5 separate regions of the Mus musculus genome follow, and regions 1, 3, 4 and 5 are each linked to region 2. A link is a contact called in public HiChIP or PLAC-seq and promoter capture Hi-C data. All regions are on one chromosome and are shown on one strand. The core of a region is the stretch at or near the end of the contact, and the rest is flanking DNA. Distances in the headings are between cores, read along the strand shown. Region 1 holds the start of Tmem120b (transmembrane protein 120B). Region 2 holds the start of Clip1 (CAP-GLY domain containing linker protein 1). Region 3 holds the start of Setd1b (SET domain containing 1B). Region 4 holds the start of Morn3 (MORN repeat containing 3). Region 5 holds the start of Orai1 (ORAI calcium release-activated calcium modulator 1).

Region 1 (4,430 bases), core at 116-2,615, 610 kb after region 2:
CTCTGGGAACTATGAGGAACCCAAGACCTCAGATCTGAAAGAGAAGGCACCAACCCATCCATATATGCTGGAGGGACTACGAAGGGATGACAGTCCTGGGTCTCTTAAGTCTCTGCCCATGCCGATCTGCTGCTCAGGTTCACCGGCATCCTTCTGTAACATCGGCAGCCTCACTTTACAAAGACCCATCACAGACCTCCCTTGACAGCATTCTCCTCTGGACATTGCAGGAGGTCAGCCCAACTGAGAACGCTACAGGGACAAGGGGAATGACAAAGTAACCATTGAGAGGAGGAGAGAGTGAATGCGAGGAAGCCATGTGTTGTTCCTCTTGGCCGTCCCCAAGGTTTCCTGAGTCTCTAGTCCCCAGAGCATATAGCTGAGGCCTCTCTGGACCCTCCTGATAGGACCGGGTGGCGATGCTATCCTCTCAAGAGCCCAGCTCTTATACCAACCTTCAACACACCAGGTGGAACGCTCTGTGCCAAAACGGTGAGGGGTTGGGTGCAGCCCTCTATCACCGGGTGAGGCAGCCAGCTGTCAGAACTGACAGATGCCTGCCATCCACAATGGTAAACTCAGCTCGCAGCAGCCGATAAGCAGAACCACATCAGAGCTCCCAAAGTCAAGGCTATGACTGAGGGGTCTCTGAGACTTAAAAACTGCCTAAGGGGCCAAGATGAAAGCAGCCAAGCACAACTCTCAAACCGCAGTTGCAGCGAGGGCTGCCCAGCCAGCACAGAGCGTGTAGTAAGGAGTTGAACAGCCAACTGCAACTGGAGGGTTGGGGGGAAGATCCCTTGTGTGGGGGTTGGTCTGGTGTCCTTTGAGTATCACAGTTTCCTCGTGAACACACCTGGAACTTGCCTCGGGGGCCAGAGACGAACTTTCTGTAGCGAAGGGAGAGCGTGGAGCAAAGAGTGGATGAGAGGGCGCGAGAATGAGGGGCGCCCCAAGAGACTGAGGAGCCAAAGCGCTGCTACATAGGAAGGGGCTGCGCCAGGCCACCCACCAGCCCATCGGACGCACAGCCCGGGCCACCGTCTGGGTCCTATCGCCCCACCTCCGGGCTGGGATGGCTAGATAGGGAAGGCACAAGCACCGCAGGTAGCAAGAGTGGCGGGACCAGGTGGCCCGGTCCTACCTGCAGCTCCTGAAATTCTCCCTCCAGCTCGTGCCACTCGCGCTCGCAACGCTCCAGCTGGCCGGACATGGTGCAATGGTGCAAGGCGGCGGCGGCGGCGGCGACGAAACCCGCAGCGTGACCCGTCCGGCCACCAGCAGCCCACGCCCGCCCGCTCACTAGCCGCCTCCCGAGGCACCAGCTGTTCCTGCGCAGCCGGAGCCACGCGCGCACCTGACGTCACGGGCCCCGCCCCGGCGCCAGCCTCACCCCCTCGCCCGAGGGTGGGGCCCGCGCATGCGCATGGGCGATCCCCCGGGCTCTGGCCTCGTGGCGGGTGCAACTCTTCAGTCTTCTTTGGGTCTCTTCACTCCTCGTGTGTAGGTAGTAGGTTTCTCGTCGGAGTGGGTGGAGGGTTTATGTGTAAGCTGCATTTATGGCTTATGTTACTTAGATTATCTTTGTGGGAGAGTGAGGTGGAAATGATTTGGAGGAGGTAAAGGGAAAATTCATGTATTCCTTCACATTGCCTGACCTAGGCCAAAGCCAGTGCCCTGAAATGACAGCTTTGACAGTGACCGCGTAGTAAGGTCAAGGGCAGGATGGGAAAAATGCAGACTTGGCTCTGTCATCTCACGCTGGCGATGATATTTATTGCAACCAATACAGCCTAGATACATCCCTGTCCTCTAAGACACTGGGTGACTCTTGACAGCTGGTGCTGTCAGTCAAAAGCCACAACCACCAAGTTTATGGAATACAGTTGCCTCCCTTTCCGTGCCAAGTCCGAAAAGACCTGCACAAGCCTGGCTTTTCCAACCACACCTCCTATCTCCCTGCCCTAAATCCAGCTCTCCGGCCATTGTTTTTATCCTGACTTGACATTCCTCCCTCTGAATCATCATGCAGTGGCTTCTTGCTCACTCCTGGAACCTCATTCAAATGACACCTGCAGCTGGGTGTGATATTGCATACCAGCCTTGACAACGTAGTAAGACTTGTCTCAACAAACAAACAAACAAACAAACAAATAAAATATCAAATGATGCCTGTCGGGGCTGGAGGGAAAAACTTCAGTGGTTAAGGGTGTGTGTTCTGCAGTTTGGGTGGCACATGCCTTTCATTGAAGCACTCCAGGGCCAGAGGCAGATAGATCTCTGTGGGTTTGAGACCAGCCTGGTCTACATAGCTCAGGGCCAGCTCCACAGTAAGACCCTGTAAAATTAATTAAAATTAAAAGGACACCTGCATTAGTTTCACAGGGCTATGCTTAGCTACAAGTGGGTGGCCTAGACAATAGAAGTGCATTTATCTCACAGCGACCAACCTGAAACGAAAGTGTCATGACTCCTGAGACCCTGGGTAGGGCCTTGCCTTGCTACCTAGTAGCCATGACAGTGACTGTTGAGCCTACATACTCCATGGCTTTCATCTGCATTGCTCCATTCTCTCTGACCAGTAGTTACAGGGCCTCTCTGTGTGCCCTCTCTTATGAAGACACTGTGAATGAAAATCCCCAGAAGGGCTAGAGAGATGGGTCAGCCTCAGCGGTTAAGAGCACTGGCTGCTCTCCCAGAGATCCTGAGTTCAATTCCCAGCAGTCACATGAAAGAGCTAGAGAAAGTACCCAAGGAGCTGAAGGTGCTTGCAGCCCACTAGGAGGAACAACAATGTGAATTAACCAGTATCCCCAGAGCTCCCAGGGACTAAACCACCAGCCAAAGACTACACACGGAGGGACTCATGGCTCTAGCTGCATATGTAGCAGAGGAAGGCCTAGTTGGTCATCAATGGGAGGAAAGGCCCTTGGTCCTGTGAAGGTTCTATGCCCCAGTGTAGGGGAATGCCAGGGCCAGGAAGCAGGAGTGGGTGGGTTGGTAAGCAGTGAGAGGGGGAGGGGATAGGGGGTTTTCGTGGGGGAAACCAGGAAAGGGAATAACATTTGAAATGTAAATAAAGAAAATATCTAGTAAAAAAAAAAAAACAACCAATCAAAGTGGGAAAATGAAAAAAAAAAATTTGTTTTGTTTTTTTTTTTTTTGAGACAGGGTTTCTTTTTCTTTTTCTTTTTTCTTTTTTTTTTTTTTTTTTTTCTTTTTCTTTTGGTTTTTCGAGACAGGGTTTCTCTGTGTAGCCCTGGCTGTCCTAGAACTCACTCTGTAGACCAGGCTGGCCTTGAACTCAGAAATTCACCTGCCTCTGCCTCCCAAGTGCTAGGACTAAAGGTGTGTGCTACCACTGCCTGGCAAAAAAACAAACAAACAAACAAAAAAACAAAACAAAAAAACCCAACTTTTTAAAATGTATTAACTTAATAAAACCTTAGTTTCTGCTAGTCATCAAAAGACTAAATGTGCTGTCAGATAACACCTCAAGTCTAAAGTGGAATGTCTCCATTTCGGTGTAACTTAATGATTTTTGCAGTGTATTATCAAGTGTCTTGATTTAAGACTATCTTTGTTCAGTTAATACCAAAATTTCATCAAACTATTACCACCTTGGAACATGGACTTTGGGGTATTAAACCTATGTTCCTGTGTCATGGGCATTCATATTTGGCTCCAAAATAATATATCTCTCTTAAAAAAAAAAACATTTACTTTTTTATATTATGTGTATGAATGCTTTTTTTATTTTTGGTTTTTCGAGACAGGGTTTCTCTGTATAGCCCTGGCTGTCCTGGAACTCACTTTGTAGACCAGGGTGGCCTTGAACTCAGAAATCCACCTGCCTCTGCCTCCCAAGTGCTGGGATTAAAGGCGTGCGCCACCACTGCCGGGCTATCAACATATTTTCCTCTGTGTAGTAAGGACTCTCCAAAAATAGCCACAAAACAGGCGAGAGAATGGCTAACAGTGAAGAGCACCAGCTGCCCTTCCAGGAGACCCAGGTTCAAATCCCAGCATTTACATGGCAGCTTACAACCATCTGTAAGTCCAGTTCCAGGGATCTGATGCCCTCTTCTGAATCCTCAGGCACCAGACATGTGCCTGTGTATGTGGTGCACAGACAGAAAAACATATAAACATAAAATAAATTTTAAATTAAAAAAAAATAAGTCAAATCCAGATGGTAGTGACATATACCGTAAATGCACCCAGGAGACAGAGGCAGGTGCATCTCTGTGAGTTCAAGGCCAGCCTGGTCTACAAAGTGAGTTCCAGGACAGCCAGGGCTGTACAGAGAAACCCTGTCTCGAAAAACCGAAGGGAAAAAAAAAAAGAGGGGTAAGTAATCTCTCTGAGACAGCAAAAAACGTGTCTCTGTCTTCATTGCCACTAGATCCCAAGAGCTTGGAGAATAGCTG
Region 2 (4,298 bases), core at 242-2,741:
TGCTGCCACCCCAATACATTTTTACTCATCGCCAGGATATAGCCCTGGATGGTATGTAGAGCAGGCTAGGTTAACCTCAAGAGATTCAGCTGCCTCCCACTCCTGAAGGCTAGTATTGTCAGTGTGCACACCAATAGGCCTGGCTGCTATTATTATTATTATTATTATTATTAAATATTTTATTTATTTGTTATTATAAATTTTATGACAGGGTTCTATGTATACTCTGTGTAGCTCTGGCTGTCCTGGAACTCAGGAGGCAGAGGCAGGCAAATCTCTGTGTTTGAGGCCAGCCTGGTCTACAAAGAGAGTTCCAGGACAGCCAAGGCTATTACACACAGAAACCATCTGGAATAACCAAGAGAGGAAAAACAGAGTTGAATTGTACTCAGATCAGCGGGTAAGTATTGCTTGCCTAAGTAGGAATGAATTCTGGGTTCCCAGGGTACTCTCACCTCTTGACCTTGGAGCTCACATATCAGGCTCAGGTGGAATAATAGATTATTTTTGTGTGTGTGTGATTTAAGGCTTAAATGGACAGGAGGGTCTGCAGATGAAATTTACTTTGTGCATTTCCAGTGGAGTTCCCTTCTTGGGCTCTCTGAGGTGCCTGTTTGCCCAGACACAATGGTGTTTTAAATAAAGGTCAAGAAGGGAGGTCGCCCTTCAGAATATTTCCTCCTTGGCCCCTTCTCCATCAATACTGAGTCACTGCAGAAACCTGGGCTTCCAACAGCTGCAGATTTCTGCCGGGAGCTGCAAAACTTCTGGGGTTGCCATGGTCCATGGGAGCGAAATGCTGGCCGCCCTCTGCTAGCGCAGCCCTGAGCCGGCTGTTGCAGCGTCCTCTCCAGTCCCTTTCAAAAGCTTGACAAGGGGATCCCTGCTTGGGGAGGAGCCCGAACGGGACATTAACCTGGGCTTCTGTCCAAACGACTGGGGCGAATAAAAGACGCTTTTCTTAAACTAACTGGGCTGCAGCCCTGGGCTCATCTCAAAGGATTTTTTTTTTTTAACCCCTCAGTGATTTCCTGGAGAGCAGAGACCGTTCATCCCAAGCTGAGCTTGCCTATGGGCATCTCCCTTCCAACTTGGGGCAACGGATTTATCACCCTGCTCTAGGCGGGAAAGGGAGGTCAATGAAATCAATCAGCTCCCCCACTCTCCAACCGCACCCCATCCCATCCCCAAACGGCAGGCTGCGGTTGGTCCAGTCTACGGGTAGCCATCCGGGGTGACTTGCATATTCTGGGCACACTTGGCTAGGAAACAGGGAGAAGCCTGAAATGCCAAGGCACCCGCGTCTGCAGGCCCTTCGGTCCGTCCCCCGGCATCTTGCTCCTTATCGTGGAGGATTTAGGGGCTCGCAAGGGGAGCAGGCAGACAAAGGGGCGGCAGGGGAGCTCGCGGGCGGCAGCGGCCCGGGCACGGGGAGGGGCGGCGCGGCGTCTTCTCCCGGCCCCGCGGCGGCGGCGGCAGCGCGTCACGTTCTCTTCCCCGCCCCGAGCCGAAGAGCCGGGGAGGCGGGAGGCGGCGGCCGCGGCGGCTGCTGCTGCTGCTGCTGGGAGGCAGGTGACGGCGACCAGCGGCGTCCCAGGCGGTGAGCGAAGCGCGGGCCCCATCTCCATCTCTCCTTCCTCGCCGTCCCACCCGTTCTCCCTCCGCTCCTTCCCGCCGCCCGGGGATCCGGGAGGGAAACGCCGGGAGGGAAGGCTCGTCTCAAGCTCCCGCCACGCACCGGGACGGCGGCCGAGGAGCCGCGGACGCACCCGGGAGGGTGGCGGGCGCGGGGAGAGCGTGGCTGCGGGGAAGGCTGGCTGCGTGCGAGCCGCGCGCGTCCGGGCCCTGGCAGCCGCGGCCCGGGGCCTTGCCTGCCTTCCTCCCGCCGCCTCAAGATGGAGCGTGGACTCCTTGTCCCTGCGCCGCCTCGGGAGCCGTTCTCGGAGGAGCCCGCGTCCTCTTCCCCAGCTCTTGGAGGGGGAGGTTCCGGGGACGGCTCCGTCGCTCCCAGAGGCCGCGGGTCCGGTTCGACCTGTTGCCCTGGACGCCTCCCGCCGCTCGCCATCTGGGCGAGCTTTCCTCGGGCAGGCCCGGGACGCCGGGTGGCCGGCCGCGAGCCGGCATGGAGGGCGCCCTTGCCCCGTGGCGCTCGGGCTCAGCCCGGCCCGGCTCGGGCCCCGGTTCCCGGTCCCTGGCTGTTCGGCCCCGGGCTTTTGTTTTCCTTCAGACCCCTGGAGCGTGATTCTCTGTGAAGGTAGAAGGGCGAAACAGGGTGCCAGATCTCTGAAATCACCGCTGCCCGGTAACCCGAACCTGCCAGCGCGGTCGGGGGTTGGCGCGGAAGACAGATGACACTTGTTCGGGGTTGGGGGTGGGGATGGGGTGACTATTTTAAAAGCAGAGAGCCTTGTGGTTTGTCTCGAACCTGGAGGTGTTGCGTTATTGGGGAGAGAACAACAGAATATCGGATTAATTTATTTAATTTTTATTTATTTTTATTTTTTTCTGAGTCTGGAGTCCTGCCCTGACATCCCGTAGTCTCTCCGCTTCATGTGGCTTTTCCCATCTGGCAGAAACCGCACACCACCCCCTTCCTCCCTGCCCAGCCCCACCTCTCTGGTATGAAGAAATGACTCGTTAAGTCTGGAATCCACGTGCATACCCATTTTTTAGCAAAAACTTGCCAACTACTGTTTCTATTTATTTACTTATTTATTTATTAAGACAGTGGATATGTTTCTGTCATTTCCTTGGTTTTTTTTTTGTTTTTGTTTTTGTTTTTTTTCATTTTGGTGTGAGTCGGCAGTCTAGCCTCTTCTAGGCCCAGGACTGTGTCTGTCTGTCTGCTTGGGGCTCTGTTAGTATTTATGCGGTGGTGCTTTGGTGATTCTCATGCTAGGATTTTATGATTATTATTCCTAATTGTGGCTCCCAGTTAGGAGAGCCGCGTTTGGCTTCTAGGCGTAATGATGCTCTTTTGCAAGTATCCTCAGGACTGTTGCTCCTCAGCCTTGGGGCATTTCTTCCTCTTGAAATAATAACAATTAGGGTTTATGGAGGGCTCCTTCTGACCGTGCTCTGGGCAAGTGCAGAGTTTTGTTTTTGTTTTTATCTCATGTAATCCATCCAACCTAGGGAGGTTGCTGTCATCGTCATTTTACAGGGAGGGCACTGAAAGGTCAGAGTCACAGCCAATACGAGATGTTGTCAAGAACTGTACCTCAGTCTGCTAAGTTAGTTTGTTAGGGCAGTGAATCAATGGTAAAAGGCAAGGCTGGACGTTATGAAAGCCAAGGAAGTGGGTGATTGCTCAGCTGAGAGCCTGGGACTCTTGCTGAGGTTCAGAGGAAGTGGTTAGGCTTCCTCCTAGGCCTGGATTAGAGAGGTAAACATTGAACCTGGGTGGGAACTTTGGTAGTATCTCTGAACATGAGGATTTTGCTATTCTCAGCTCTTTCAGTCATTGCTGAGCACGAAAATAAGCCAACCTGGTTCTTGTCTTTAAGAAATTTAATACATTCTAAAAACTAGTATTTTTAATTTTTCTTTTAGTTTTGGTTTTTCAAGACTGGGTCTCTTTGTGTGGCTTTTATTGTCCTGGAATTTACTCTGTACACCAGGCTGGCCTTGAACTCACAGAAACCAGTTTGCCTCTGCCTCCTAAGTACTGGGATTGAAGACGGGTGTCATCACTGCCTGGCTTATAAAGGAAACTTTGACTTGAAAAAGAAACAAACATAAGAGTCAGTGTTATTAGTCATGGCATGCCTGTTATTTCAGTATTGGTGAAGTGTTACGGACCCTTCGATGGCTGCTTATGGAGCTGTGGTCTGTCTGTGTAATGAGCTCTATTCAGTTTGCACACCTCAGATACTCATGGAGCCATTTCCTGTGCCACCTGCCCTTCTGGATGCTGGTGCCACAACCCTGAAGAGCTTTACCAAGCTTTATCCTCTCGGTACTTCTCTTCCACTTGAAAGACAGACGATAAGCAGATTAAATATAAGTATGTTGCATGTTAGTTAGAATGTCATAGATGGTAAAGAAAAAAAAATGTACAAACCAGAGGAGAAGGAATATGAAGTCTTGTAAATAATGGTTAGAGTTGTGGGGACTTTCAGATAGGGTTTCCAGAGACCCGGCTGGGAACATGATTTGAGTAGAGATGAAAAGGAAGTTAGAGGATGTTGGTCCCTAAAGAAAACGGGGATCATATGAAGAGGAACCAGAAAAGCTCAAAGGCCTTGATATTGGGAGCTTGGAGAACAGTTTAAAGCCTTTCAGGCTGTTATTCTGAA
Region 3 (4,024 bases), core at 989-3,488, 540 kb after region 2:
TCCAAGATGAGGGTGAGACTGACAGGTGGCCTTCCAGCTCCTCCCCCACAGGCCACCAACCGGCCGGGCCACCACTAACCTTTGGTGTCCAGCTCCACGTGGATAATGTTGCCCATGACAGAAGTGCTGTGCAGGTGTTGGACGGCCTCCTTGGCGCCCCTGACTGTGGCAAAGACCACCTTGGCAATGCCCAGGTGTTTCTTGGTCTTCGGGTTATACAAGATCTCCACCTCCTCCACCTCCCCATACTTTTTGCACATGTCCCTTAGGAAGTTTTCACGGACGTTGTCATTCAGCTTGGCAAATGTCACCTGCTTTGGAGGCACAGGGCCCACGTAGAACTCATCGATCTGCCAGGGGCCGCGGCCGAGGTGGGGGGGGGGGGGAGGGAGTTTGGAAAACATTAAAACCAAAGAGAAAACACAAGCACGCCTCACTTGCCCAGCAGTTAAAAAAAAGAAAGAAAAAGAAAAAAGAAAACAAAAAAAGCATGCGGGCGGGCCTAGGAAGCAGAGGATTAAATCGTTTGGAACCTGGAAGTCCTCTGGGTTCGAAAGGAAAGGGGAAAAAGAAACAGTTTCTCTTTCCCCACCCCCCTATTCTGGCCTCCTATCCTTGCTGCTGGATCCCAGACGACCCTCTGGTCTAGGAAGTTGTCCCCTTTAAAGCCAAAGGGTTGGGAGGGGGGCGGGTCCCTGAGCCAGGGCCCTGGGTGCGCAAGGACCCAGGTGGGGACCGGGAGCCCCCAGCTCTGCCGGCATGATACAGTCTCAGTGCCCTCGTTACAGTTTCTCCGAGTGTTATTTTGTTTACAGTGGCCCGGAGGGGACACCCCTCTCCCCCCTCCCCGCCAAAACTTCCCAGTCCTGGACGGCGGGAACTAAGAATCCGGCTGGGCTTGGTCAGGACTGGCGTTATTTTCGAACTCGGGGAAGGAGGGGGGGAGGGACCATAAGACAGAGAGGAGGGGTCCTACCTTGAATTTGGGCACAGACAGCTCCAGCTCCTTGTTTTTGGTCCAGATTCCGACCACCCGGGGATCTTCCACGATCTCCACCGGGCGGTTGCTGGACATCTGTGGGCAGAGACAGGGGGTTCAGTATAGAAGGGCTGGCACCCTCCCCAGGGGCAGGGGCAGACCCCCCCCCCTCAAGGCACCAGTCCCACTCCAGGCTGAGGGGAGGGAGTCCTGGCTGACAGTTGGCCCAGGTAGCTGGAAGAGGGGTCCCCCTCCGTTCGCCTCTTGTCTGGGGGCTCCACCGGGGGTGGGTGGGGGTGGCGGGAAGGCGCGCCGGCTACTCACGGCCAGGCTGAAATGCTGCCCATCGTAGCGGTACAGTTTATGGTGCCCCTTTTTCAGAGCCGGGTCAATCATCAACTTGTAACTTCTCCAATGGTGGTTCCTCCTCTCGCCCGAAGGGCCGGGCTGCGGCGGGGGCTGCTGGTGGTGGTGGTGGGGGTGACTGTTCTCCATGCCGTTAACCCAACCTGAAACCCAAGCAAGTTGTTGTCCTCTCCGACGCTTCTACACATTCGCCCGAGAATCCAATCGGCTGGCCCCCACCCCCCTCCCACCTTACCAGCGCGCCCCGAAAGCTTGTCTCGCTGCCTCTCCCCCCCCCCCCCGCCTCCCGAGGAAAAAAAATCTAAGAATGGAGCGAGAGAATAAACCCTTTCCGGAGGGTTTACGCGCCCGCCCGCTCGGCCACCGTCTCCGGCTGGCAGCGAGGGGCTGCCCGGGGCCCCCGCTGCGGGCTGGCGCGGTCCGGGACGCACGGAGGACGCGGGCTCCGGCCCATGGTGCCGCCAGCCGCCCGGCGTGGCGCTCGGCCCGGCTCGGGAGCGGGGCGCGCGGCAGGGCCTGGCGTCGCCCGCCCGGGCGGGGGCCGGGGGCTCGGGCTGCCCGGCTCCTCTGACCGCGGCCTCTCTCTCTCTCTCTCTCTCTCTCTCTCCTCCCTTCCCTGCGCCGCGCTTACATCCCCGCCGGGCGCCGGCCTCCCTGCGCCGCCAGCCAGTACATGGTGTCCCCCGCGGGAGCCGAGGCCGGGGCGGCCGGACCGGGGGCCGGGATGGGGGGGACGCCGCCTTAGCGGCTGCCGGGCCCCGAGCTGCCGCTGCCCTTGCTGCTGCCGCCGCCGCTGCTGCTGCTGCTGCTGCCCGGGAGGCGGCTGGCGGCGGAGGCTCGGCTCCCAGTAGCCGCACATCCCACAATACACCGCTAAGGAGCCCGACCCGAGTGCTCACCCTCCTCCTCTTCCTCCTCCTCCTCCTCTTCCTCCTCCCCTCGCCTTCCTCGCCGCTTCCCCAGGCACTCTCCCGGCGGCGGCAGCTGCGCCGCCAAAGCCCCGGGCCCCAGCGGCCCCCCACCCCTCACTCGCGCGCTCCCACACTGCCTCCCCCCCCTTCCCCGGGGGGAAGGCCTTTTAATTTATTTATTCTGCTGGGACTGAGGTGGGGGGCTTGGCTGACGGGGGAGAGGGGGGTCTCCACGGCTTCTATCTCCCCCGCGGCTGGGGCTACCCTTCCAGCTACGGAAGACTCCACGGTGTGCGCCCCCAGGGCCTCCCAAACTGTTTCCAAACTGCCCAGGCCGGTGGTGGACGCGTGGAGTCTCGGCGAAAAGGGCTGGGTTTCGAGTGGGGGGTGATCGTGTGTATGACTACTAGAAGCCTGGAGGGGAGGCAGACGTCGACCCCAAACGAGTTTGCAATCGAGGTATCTCCGATCCCGCTTCCTCTTTGGCCCGCACGCCCCCTCCCTCCCAGGAGCTGTGCTGGGGAAGGGAAACCAAGGTTTGGAACCACACTAGCCTTCACATTCCTGGGAGGATACAACCCTCGCCTGGACGGGGAAGATAGCTCTTTCTCTTTATTTTTTCGTTTTTATTTTTTGCCTTTCTGTTTTTATTTTTGGAGGGGAGCGCCCAGTAATTGTCTTGAACACATGCTTCTCCCTCCCTCCTTCCTCCAGCCACCAGCGACAGAGAGTCCCCTTTTTTGCATTTATCATTTTCCTTCCCCTTTCTTTATTAAAGGTCCGGGAGTGGCGGCGGCCAATCAGCGCTCGGCTTCCATTTTGTGAGTTCAACTCGTAGGCTTCCCCGGCTTTTCGCGTGGATCTGGTTGCAGACGCCCTCGGTCTCTCTTCTCGGGCTGCCGAGGCGAAGCAGCCGCCTCGCCGGGGCTTCGTGGTGGTGTATTTCATATTGGGGCTCTTTTCGGGGTTTGTAATTTGGCCGTGGGTAGGTAATTGGCTGGAGCAGGGCGGCAGGGTGCGGCAGCCAATCAGCGCGCGGCTTCTATAGGGCTTGAGTTATTAGACGCTGATCTCAAAACATCCTTCATCAGACTCCAAGGAGAGGCCAACAGATGAGGGAGCCATTTTTCTGCAATGGAATTAAATGGCCAAGTGGGTTTTTCCTTTGTTGCAAATGGGGAATGCTTTTCCTTTGACTCCACCATCCAGTTCAGGACGCCTGAATGTGTTTAACATTTGCCAAAGGACTCACACTTGGAAGAATGAAGACCTTTTAAAAAGATCTGGATTTTTCCTTATGACTTGGAATCCATCTTTGTCTTGTATAACTAGGTCATAGCACACTATTAATGTCAGCAGTTAACAGTTTTGAATTCAAAAAAACCTAAGTAAATGACATATTTAATTTTTTTCCTTTTTTTTTTTTCTCGGGTGGGTGGGTGGGAGAGCTTGGAGCTGTCTTAATCTGTATTCTCTTGACTGAACAATAAATTTTTAAATATAGTTTCCTCTATTAAACACTTAAGCCTGACCATCTTATTAATTCTATTTTTTAACAAGGTAATGTTTTAAATGTATAGTTGTAGCGAAACGGCAACAATAACAAAAAAACTGTGAGCTGTTGTTACTGTTAAATTTTCTAAAAACCTTTTACATTGTAAGTACCCAATCCATTCTGTCCTTAACTGCACTGCCGTTCTCGTGTTACTGTCGCCTGAGATGTCCTGAATTTTCGGAAGCTTCATCTGCATGTATGTCTTTGTCTTTG
Region 4 (4,145 bases), core at 1,113-3,612, 640 kb after region 2:
TGCGGGTTGAGTGAAGTCCAAGGCTGCTGTTACAGGTGAGCCAGTGGATGAAGGGGCTGGAGCTCGGGAATGACCCCAGCTGTCTGTCCCCTCCCCTCCAGTGTCCACAGAGCTCTCCTTAGTTTTTTGTTTGTTTGTTTGTTTTGTTTTTTCAAGACAGGGTTTCTCTGTATAGCCCTAGCTGTCCTGGAACTCACTCTGTAGATCAGGCTTGCCTCGAACTCAGAAATCAGCCTGCCTCTGCCTCCTGAGTGTTGGGATTAAAAGGTATGGGCCACCATGCCCAGCACAAGTGCTGCTCTTAACCACTGGGCCATCCTCTCCTTCTCTAGTTTCTGCTTTTTTCAAGACAGGGTCTCACTCCCAAGCTGACCTCAGACTTGTGGTGATTCCTCTGCCTCAGCTTTCCAGCAGTTAGGATTACGGGTTGCATTACAACTCCCAGCATCTCTTTGCCCTTAGTTGAGAACCTACTATGTGTGGGCACTTGGGTGCAGTGAGAAACAAAAAAACACATGGCCCCAGTCATCTCTGCTGAGAATGGTGGCCAGAGCAGGGGTGCTTTCAGAGGGAAAAGGTACTATCAGGATTGTTCTCGAAGGATATATAAAGATACTGCAAATGCAGATTGGTAGCCTCAGGATTCTGACAGCAGCACAAACCTTCTATACCATGGCTCCCCTCTCAAGTCCTCCACTCTCCATCTGAGGCCCTGCCAAGAAGCCAGATCTCTACACAACAATTAAAGGGCACGTGGAGAACTGCCAGTATGGGGCTGGAGAGATGGCTCATCGGTTAAGACCACTGCCTGAGGACCAGTAGATAGAGTACTTGCTTGGCATGTGTGAAGCCCTGGGCTTGATTCTAAGCACTGCATAAACCAAGCAAGAAGGCTAATGCTTGCAATCCTAGCATTTAGGAGGTAGAGTTGGGAGGACCGCTAATTTAAAGTCATCCTGCATCGTGAGTCTGAGGCTAGCCTGGGTTACATGAGACCCTGGATTGAAAAAAAGTCATTCTCAGCTACATTGGGAGTTTGAGTCTAACCTGTACTACATGACACCCTATTAGAAACAGAAAGGGGCAGAGAGAATGAATGAATGAATGAACTTGAGTGTAGTGGTACATGTCTTTTATGCCAGCACTCAGGAGGCAAGAAGAATAATGCAAATTAGGGGCTAGCCTGGTCTACATCTGGTCTACATATGGAGTATGGAGTTCCATGTCAGCCAGGGCCACAGAGCCATAGCAAGACTCCATATTAAAAAAAAAAAAAAGCAAGCTTTGTTTTGTTTTGATTTTTTTGTTTGTTTGTTTTGTTTTTATTTTGGGTTTTTGGCTTTTCAAGACAGGGTTTCTCTGTGTAGCCCTGACTATCCTGGAACTCACTCTGTAGACCAGGCTGGCCTTGAACTCAGATATCTTCCTGCCTCTGCCTCCTGAGTGCTGGGATTAAAGTCATGTGCCAGTAGTCCCCTCTGTGGGAACAGAGGCTGTAAAACATGCACAGGTGGCAGGCACAGTGTCCAACCTGAAGCACACAGGTTGTGAGGCTGACCCTGTGGGTGGATGCTAAGATACCATGACCTCCTAGAACTGGCTTCAACCTGAGGATATTTTGATTGGCAGCACCTGTGTGTATGTGCTGCCGGTGCAAGATTTAATGGGAGTGGATTTGTACAGCCTCAGAACCTATGGAGTATGTGGTTGTATTAGTTGAGGGAGATTGCGGTCCCCAGGATGTAGATAGGAACGTTTTTATCACCCATGAGCCAGCTGGAGACAGATGGAAAGACATGAACAATCCCTTCTGGAGATTCTGGGGACCTGAGGAAAACAGGTCGGGGCTCCCAGACATGGGGAGGAGACCCTGGGCCACCCACTGTTTCCCTCTAGAGTCTATGGCTCTACCAGATAAGAGTCGTAGGGCTCAGATGTGGAAGGATGACCAGTGAGCCAAGGGCTGTCCAACTGTGTTTGTTTTGAGACAAGGTCTCACTGTATAGCTAGACTTGCAGTCTGGGACAGTTAGTCACCATGAAATCAGTCTCTGATTTGTGGGATCTCCCCTGCTGAAAGGCAACCCCTGAGCTTCATCTGTCCCATCTACCAGGTACGTAGGGCAAGGGCTAACAGGGCAGGCAGCTGTCTGCCTGATACCCTCTGATACACCTGGAGTGGTCCCAGTACTTGGTACCATCTGATCTTTCTTACTTCGAGTCTCTTCTACCAAAGTCGGTTCCTGATTGGTCTTTCAAGTCATTAAGTCACCTGTGAGCATCATTTTTCCCAGGGGCAGCTTCTCTCCAGTGTCATCACAATCCCTGGGTTCCAAAGGAATTATGCCATCACATCCCTGACAGATGGACCCTAGGAGAATGCAAGGGCAAGGACTGTTGTGGGTCAGTCCAGCACAGAGGGATCCCCACTGAGGGCTCTTCACCTGCCCTGGGGACTCAGAACACAAATGACCTGCCCTATTGGAACTCAGGCAGGCACCTCCCCAGGAAGTACCAGGATCCCCAGGATACACGGGAGTCACTGAGCCCCTGATGCCCCTACCTCCTGCTAGCACCCCCGCAACACCACAGAGGCAGCCAGCATGCCGGTCACTAAGTGTCCAAGGAAAGTAGAGCCGCCGTGGAAAGGGTGGGACCGGAAAGCCCAGAAGAACGGACTGAGACACCAAGTGTTTGCTGTGAACGGCGATCACTACGTGGGCGAATGGAAGGGCAACTTGAAACACGGTAAGCTAAGCGGGAGAGCCTCCGGGGATTAGTGGCCAGCGTGGGGTCAGAGTGGGTGGGCAATGCAAAACAAAACAAAAAGCACTGTTACAGAGTCCATTAAGAACATAAGCGATCTTGTTTTGTTCCCAACCCCACTTAGTGACCAGAACCGGGACCAGCAGGGGGCTGTGGCTCTGAAGTCCAAGTCAGCCCTGACTTCAGCTGAGCCAGAGTCTAGGGACAGAAAACAAAAATGGGATAGGGATCATCAGAAGCCAGCCCAAAGCTGGGTGGGGTTCTGGGGGTGCTGGATCGCTCTCTGTCTTCTGACAGGGTAGCAGAGCCTGGGGTTGGTTGAAAAGGTCAACACATTAAGAAAATGACTTGCAGTAGGCGTTGTGGGCTTCAGATGCTGCCCTGATGCTCTGCAGATGGTGGGGGCACAAGGTCTGGGCCTCAAGACACAGGTTGGACCTATCCAACCCCCCAGAAGTAACTGAGTGACCATGATTACTCCTGTATGCCTGGACTCAAGTCTTAACCAGCAGGGGGCGAATGGGTTCTGGCCGATACATTGCAAATCACGTTTGTCCGGGATGGATGGGGGTAGGACGGGGACTCTATTTAAAAGCTCTAGTCTTGCAATTCCAGACTTAACCACTTTCTTCTCCTGCCTTCCTGGGTTATCTACACTAGAATCCCTGAGCCTGCATTGTTAGAATACCTTATCTATAGGTTTTCTCATCTGTTAAGTGGCAACAATGTCTCTTTATAAAGTACACGCAGCAAGATTGCTCAGAGCAAGGGTGCTCGGGGAGACTCTGCAAAGTAGACTACCATCACATTTCCCAAATGAGGTGACCTGGGAAGAAGTGACTACTGAAGAGGTGGTATTAGGCTATAGAGGGCACCAGAGAGGGGAAGAGAGGGAGTAACAAAGAAGACAGGAGCAGGGTGATGTTTGAGCTAGGCAGAAAGGATAAAGATGTGTCCAGGTTGAGGGGCTTTTCGTCTAAAATTTAGACCTTAAACTGTAGAATTAGAATTAGGGAGGTCAGTGTAACTTGACTGAGGGACAGACTAGAAGTCAGTGTAGCTGAACAAAGAGTAATGGGAGAGAACGTGGGTCAGAATTGGATGTGGTTTTAGTATACATTACCTATAAGCCCAGTTACTGGCTCAGGAGTCTGAGGTAGGAAGATCAAGGCTGGGCTATGACCCTATCTCTAAGATCCCCCTCCCCCAAAGCAAGTTGGGGTTGGAGAAGCCAGGTATGATGGTGCATTCCTGCAGTGCCCAAGTGCTTGGAAGACAATATGTAGGGAGATCAGGGGTTCAAGGCCAGCTTCAGCTACATGAGACCTTATCTCAAAACAAAATAAAATTTAAAAAGAGAGAAAGGAAAGAAAGAAGGAA
Region 5 (3,872 bases), core at 1,291-3,790, 670 kb after region 2:
CCCCTTCCTCTCTTGAGGCTCACTCAAGGGGCTGGGTGTCGGCAGTGGGGGCAGAGCATCAGGAGACCTCAGACAATGAATCCAGAGTTCTTAGAAGTCCAGCTTCATAGCAGAGTGCTTAGTTGAAACTGTGGCTCAGAAGGGAGGCAGTCCTGGACCTCAACCCTTCGTAAGTCTGCACAATTTAAAGGATGGCATCCTGGAGTTGAGGAGCCTACTCTACCCAGGCTGTGCAAACAAGATTCCCAGGACAGACAGTGTGGATGCACCCATGCCCATCCACCGGTTTTAGCTACCCCAGCCTTCTAACCTCCTCCATGTTTTTAGTGGAGGCTTGACCTTCTGCAGAGGAGAACGAGAAAAGGAGAGGGTAGGAAAGGACCCCCTATCTGACCCTCACCTCTCCTGGGGTCTAAGAAGTTACAATTTACAAGCCATAAACACGTGATACCCCCTCCCCTAAAGTGTAAAACTTTCTCTTTAACTTCCAAAGAAACATTGTGTGGCTTTGTTTCTCATTCCCTTTGGCTTGGAGCTACCTGGCCCTGGCTGGAAACTGCCCATAGCACTGTGGTATGTCTTAAGTAAGACCTAGACACTGGCTGACCCAGGTTCAAGTCCTGTTTACCAGACTAGCTGTGTAGAACAGACAGGTCTTGAAGTCATGGGCAATCCTCCTGCCTCTGCCTCCTGAGTACTATAATTATAAGCCAACTCACTTTCACCTCTTTAAAGGGCTCCTCCTCCAACATCATTTTTTAAAGTCGGTTTTAAGGTTTTTTTTTTTAATCTGCCATTTAAGAAATCAAGATCTGGGGAGAGGGAGAGAGGTAGAGAGGGAGAGAGAGAGAGAGAGAGAGAGAGAGGGAGAGAGAGAGAGAGAGAGAGAGAGATTGATTTGCCTGAGGTCATACAGGCAAGCAGCAAGTGGCAGAGCTGGGAAGGGTAATTTATATCACACCTCCTGGCCTTTCCTCTCTGGCCTAGTGCACTGTGGGCTTCTAAAGCATCCGGGCTCACAACTGTGTTGATCCACTTGTTTGCAGGCGACAGGGAGAGACCCAGACAACACTCCCTTCCCAAGAAAACCAAGGGTGCCAACCACTCCCTTCCTCAAGGCCAAAGGCTTAGCTAATTCACGGGGGGGGGGGGGGGGGGGGGGGAGGCGGCCGTGATGGTGAAGGGGGGGGGCGGCAGACCCCACTGATGTAGGTTGATGTCATCGAAAGATAATAACAGCTCCAGGCAAACTCCAAGACAGGCAAGCCTGAAGGTATTCCTAGAGTTAAGGTCTGGTGCCTAACCTGCAGCCTCCAGGGGCGCCTCCTGCAGAGGCTTCGTACCACCTTCTTGGGACTTGAGGGGAGGAAAATATGCCTACCTCTTCATCAAGCAAGAGCCCTTTCAAGGGGAACATGTCCCACCCTCCTCCCCCACACCCAGTGACTCAGAGGCAAGTTTCTAGAGAAGAAAATGAGGGTGGGGAGTGGCACTCAACCCCTAGGCTGAGGCTCTTGGAAAATGCGGTGGGGTGGGGAGTGTAAAAGGGAGTAAGAGTTAGTGGAGTATGGGGAGGTGGAACGTATTGGGAAATCCCCTCCAATATTTGATAAAGTCTTGTTAATACCTTCCGGCCTTAGGTGTGCGAGAAGGCGCGGCCACAATGTAGCTCATCTTCATCTCCTGACACCTGTCCTCAGTGGGCTGGACCTTTTGCATCCTTCTTGTCCCCCTGATTACATGCAGGGCAGACTTCTTACATAGCAACTTCATGAAAGCAACATTCTTTGTAACCCTAACCTCTTTGCCGCGACAAGGTGCCCGTCTAAAAACACCTGCGCGTGGGTATCTCTATCTCTGGTCGTCCACCTCGCCCTCACAGCTCAGCAGCCTCTGGCTCCCCTCCGGCGCCTAGGACAGCTTTCCCCAGCTCTTCCCCTCACCCCAGGCACGCCCAGCCCGCTCCCAACTGTGGGCCCCGTCGGGGCTGCGGGCGGGAGCGGCCGAAGCAGGAAGAGGGGAGGAGGGCAGGGAGGCCCGAGCTCACCATGGCGAAGCCGGAGAGCAGAGCCGAGGTCCGGCTGGAAGCTTTGAGCTTGGCGCGGCTTAAGTAGAGCTTGCGCCAGGACAGCGCCTGCATCGAGTGCTCGTTGAGGCTCATCACCTCGGAGTAACTCTGGCCGATCCAGTCCGGGTAGCTGACGGCGGGTGGCGGCGGCGGCAGCGGTGGGGCCCCCGAGGGCTCCCCGTCCCCGCTGCGGCGGCGGCTCCGGCGGCTGCCGCTAGTGCTGCTGCCGCCGCTCACGGGAAGCTCCGGATTGCTGTGACTCGGGGGCGGGGCAGGCTCCGGATGCATGGAGTACGCTGCGAAGGCGCGGCTGGCGGCGAGCGCCTGAGAAGGCTGCGGCCCCGGGGCCGGGCCGGGCCGCGCCGCACCTCCGCCGGCCTCCCACTCGAGCCGGTCTCCCGCAGCCGGACGCACCGGATCCGAAGGCCGAGGCACTGGCTGCAGAACCGCTCCGCAAGTTCCAAGCGGCCGCGACCGGAGCCTGCGTGCCGACCGGCGTCCGGTCCCAAGCCGGCACCTCCGCGAGCTCCACGATTGGCCGGCGACCCGAGGTTATTTGCATACGCCACACCCACGAACACACCCCGCCCACAAGGCGGTGGGCGGTGTCCGTGCGAGTGACGTACCCCGCACCGCCTCCGACGGCTCCGCCCCCAGCCCCTGGCTCGCCTTCCTGGAAGCGCCCCACGCTGTCAGGCCTCGCTTCTCTTTGCAGCTGCTCCTGTGGCTTTGCTCCCGGAGCTCTTGACTTAGGCCATCCGAGGTCACCTCTGGGCGCCTCCTGAGGCCTATTTCCTCCTTGGAACAAGGTGGCAAAAGGTCTGTTGGAAAAAAGAGCAAGCGGAGGGCTACTAGAGTTCAGTGAGCGGTTATTGAGCGTCTATTGGGTGCCAACACGGTCCCAGGCACCGAGGGCAGGGTGTAGGCTTGTGATTGAGACGGACAAAGTCGATCCCGAAGATGTTATGCGTGCCTGGAGTCCCAGCATAGAGGAGACTGGAAAACAATGAGTTTGAAGGAGGAGTGAGCCCTTGCCTCGAAACACAAGAGGGACAAAATTCCCTGCACCCTTGCAGCCAACACTCTTGTAGAAAAGACACACAAACATCGAGTCAATTATAGTTCAGGAGACTGTAAATGTGTACAGAAAAAAAAAAGATAAAAAAAGGTGGATAGTAACAGGGTTTTTATTTTAATTTTAGAATGCTAGCCCCCGTTTGTATTTATTTATTTTTGAGACTACATAGCTCTGCCTGGTTTGAAACTTGTTATATAGACCAGGCTGGCTTCGAACTCACAAAGAGCCATCTGCCCAAGCCTCTGGACTACTGCCATTAGCATGTGCCTGCCATTAGCCTGTGCCTGCCATTCCCAGACCCCTCCGTAGCGTTTTCTATTCTGCAGGAGGCAGACTAAAAAGGTTCACACCTTGGGAGTCTCATCTGAGCTGAGACCTGGGCCAGCAAGATAGGCGCCAGGACCTAAGGGAAGAGGAAAATAGGGAGGTTCAGGGTGGGGCTCAGGAGATACCGGTAAGGTAGGGAGGGCACTGGGCTAAGGAACTTTAGGACACGTTAAGAGCAGTCTCACCGCTTTAACCCCCAGCCTTCAGAATGTTTCTTGGCACATACTCCACATTGAAGAAATGCTTGTTGACTGAATACATGTGGGAAAAACAAGAACAAATGATAAATTTAGATCCCAGTCAAATAAATCCTAAGCATGTGGTGTGGCACTCCAGGTCTAACAGTGTGAGAGTTAAACTCTTGTACAACCGCTAGAGGGCAGCCCTTCACTCAACCAC

Evidence for each region. Promoter capture Hi-C pulls out the DNA fragments that hold promoters and counts their contacts. HiChIP or PLAC-seq counts read pairs in DNA pulled down with a chosen protein or histone mark.
Region 1: a FOXA1 HiChIP or PLAC-seq map of pancreatic cancer cells shows a contact between it and region 2. The contact joins the promoter of Tmem120b here to the promoter of Clip1 in region 2. A contact is called at or near these places in 1 of 39 promoter capture datasets (pre-B cells), 3 of 115 datasets of contacts at active chromatin or transcription factors (bone marrow-derived macrophages, embryonic stem cells and pancreatic cancer cells) and 1 of 9 other capture datasets (pancreatic islet).
Region 3: an HNF4G HiChIP or PLAC-seq map of pancreatic cancer cells shows a contact between it and region 2. The contact joins the promoter of Setd1b here to the promoter of Clip1 in region 2. A contact is called at or near these places in 6 of 115 datasets of contacts at active chromatin or transcription factors (bone marrow-derived dendritic cells, bone marrow-derived macrophages, effector CD8 T cells and 3 more).
Region 4: a contact with region 2 is called in an HNF4G HiChIP or PLAC-seq map of pancreatic cancer cells. The contact joins the promoter of Morn3 here to the promoter of Clip1 in region 2. A contact is called at or near these places in 1 of 39 promoter capture datasets (pre-B cells) and 3 of 115 datasets of contacts at active chromatin or transcription factors (bone marrow-derived macrophages, memory CD8 T cells and pancreatic cancer cells).
Region 5: a promoter capture Hi-C map of pre-B cells shows a contact between it and region 2, with 3 times the contacts expected there. The contact joins the promoter of Orai1 here to the promoter of Clip1 in region 2. A contact is called at or near these places in 2 of 39 promoter capture datasets (liver and pre-B cells) and 1 of 115 datasets of contacts at active chromatin or transcription factors (bone marrow-derived macrophages).

Annotation. Positions count from the first base shown.
Region 1 is chr5:123,073,210-123,077,639 of GRCm38.p6, reverse strand. It overlaps Tmem120b (transmembrane protein 120B), which reads right to left and starts at 1,365. Exons shown (of 12, transcript NM_001039723.2): 1 at 1,145-1,365. The coding sequence starts at 1,213.
Region 2 is chr5:123,681,554-123,685,851 of GRCm38.p6, reverse strand. It overlaps Clip1 (CAP-GLY domain containing linker protein 1), which reads left to right and starts at 1,491. Exons shown (of 24, transcript NM_019765.5): 1 at 1,491-1,600.
Region 3 is chr5:123,140,407-123,144,430 of GRCm38.p6, reverse strand. Setd1b (SET domain containing 1B) reads right to left here and starts at 2,238. Exons shown (of 17, transcript NM_001040398.2): 1 at 1,977-2,238; 2 at 1,304-1,488; 3 at 977-1,075; 4 at 80-350. The coding sequence starts at 1,474. It also overlaps a transcript of Rhof not described here.
Region 4 is chr5:123,045,233-123,049,377 of GRCm38.p6, reverse strand. Morn3 (MORN repeat containing 3) reads left to right here and starts at 2,362. Exons shown (of 5, transcript NM_029112.2): 1 at 2,362-2,747. The coding sequence starts at 2,603.
Region 5 is chr5:123,013,742-123,017,613 of GRCm38.p6, reverse strand. It overlaps Orai1 (ORAI calcium release-activated calcium modulator 1), which reads right to left and starts at 2,540. Exons shown (of 2, transcript NM_175423.3): 1 at 2,048-2,540. The coding sequence starts at 2,356. It overlaps Gm2479 (a long non-coding RNA gene), which reads left to right and starts at 2,587. Exons shown (of 3, transcript XR_387710.4): 1 at 2,587-2,887.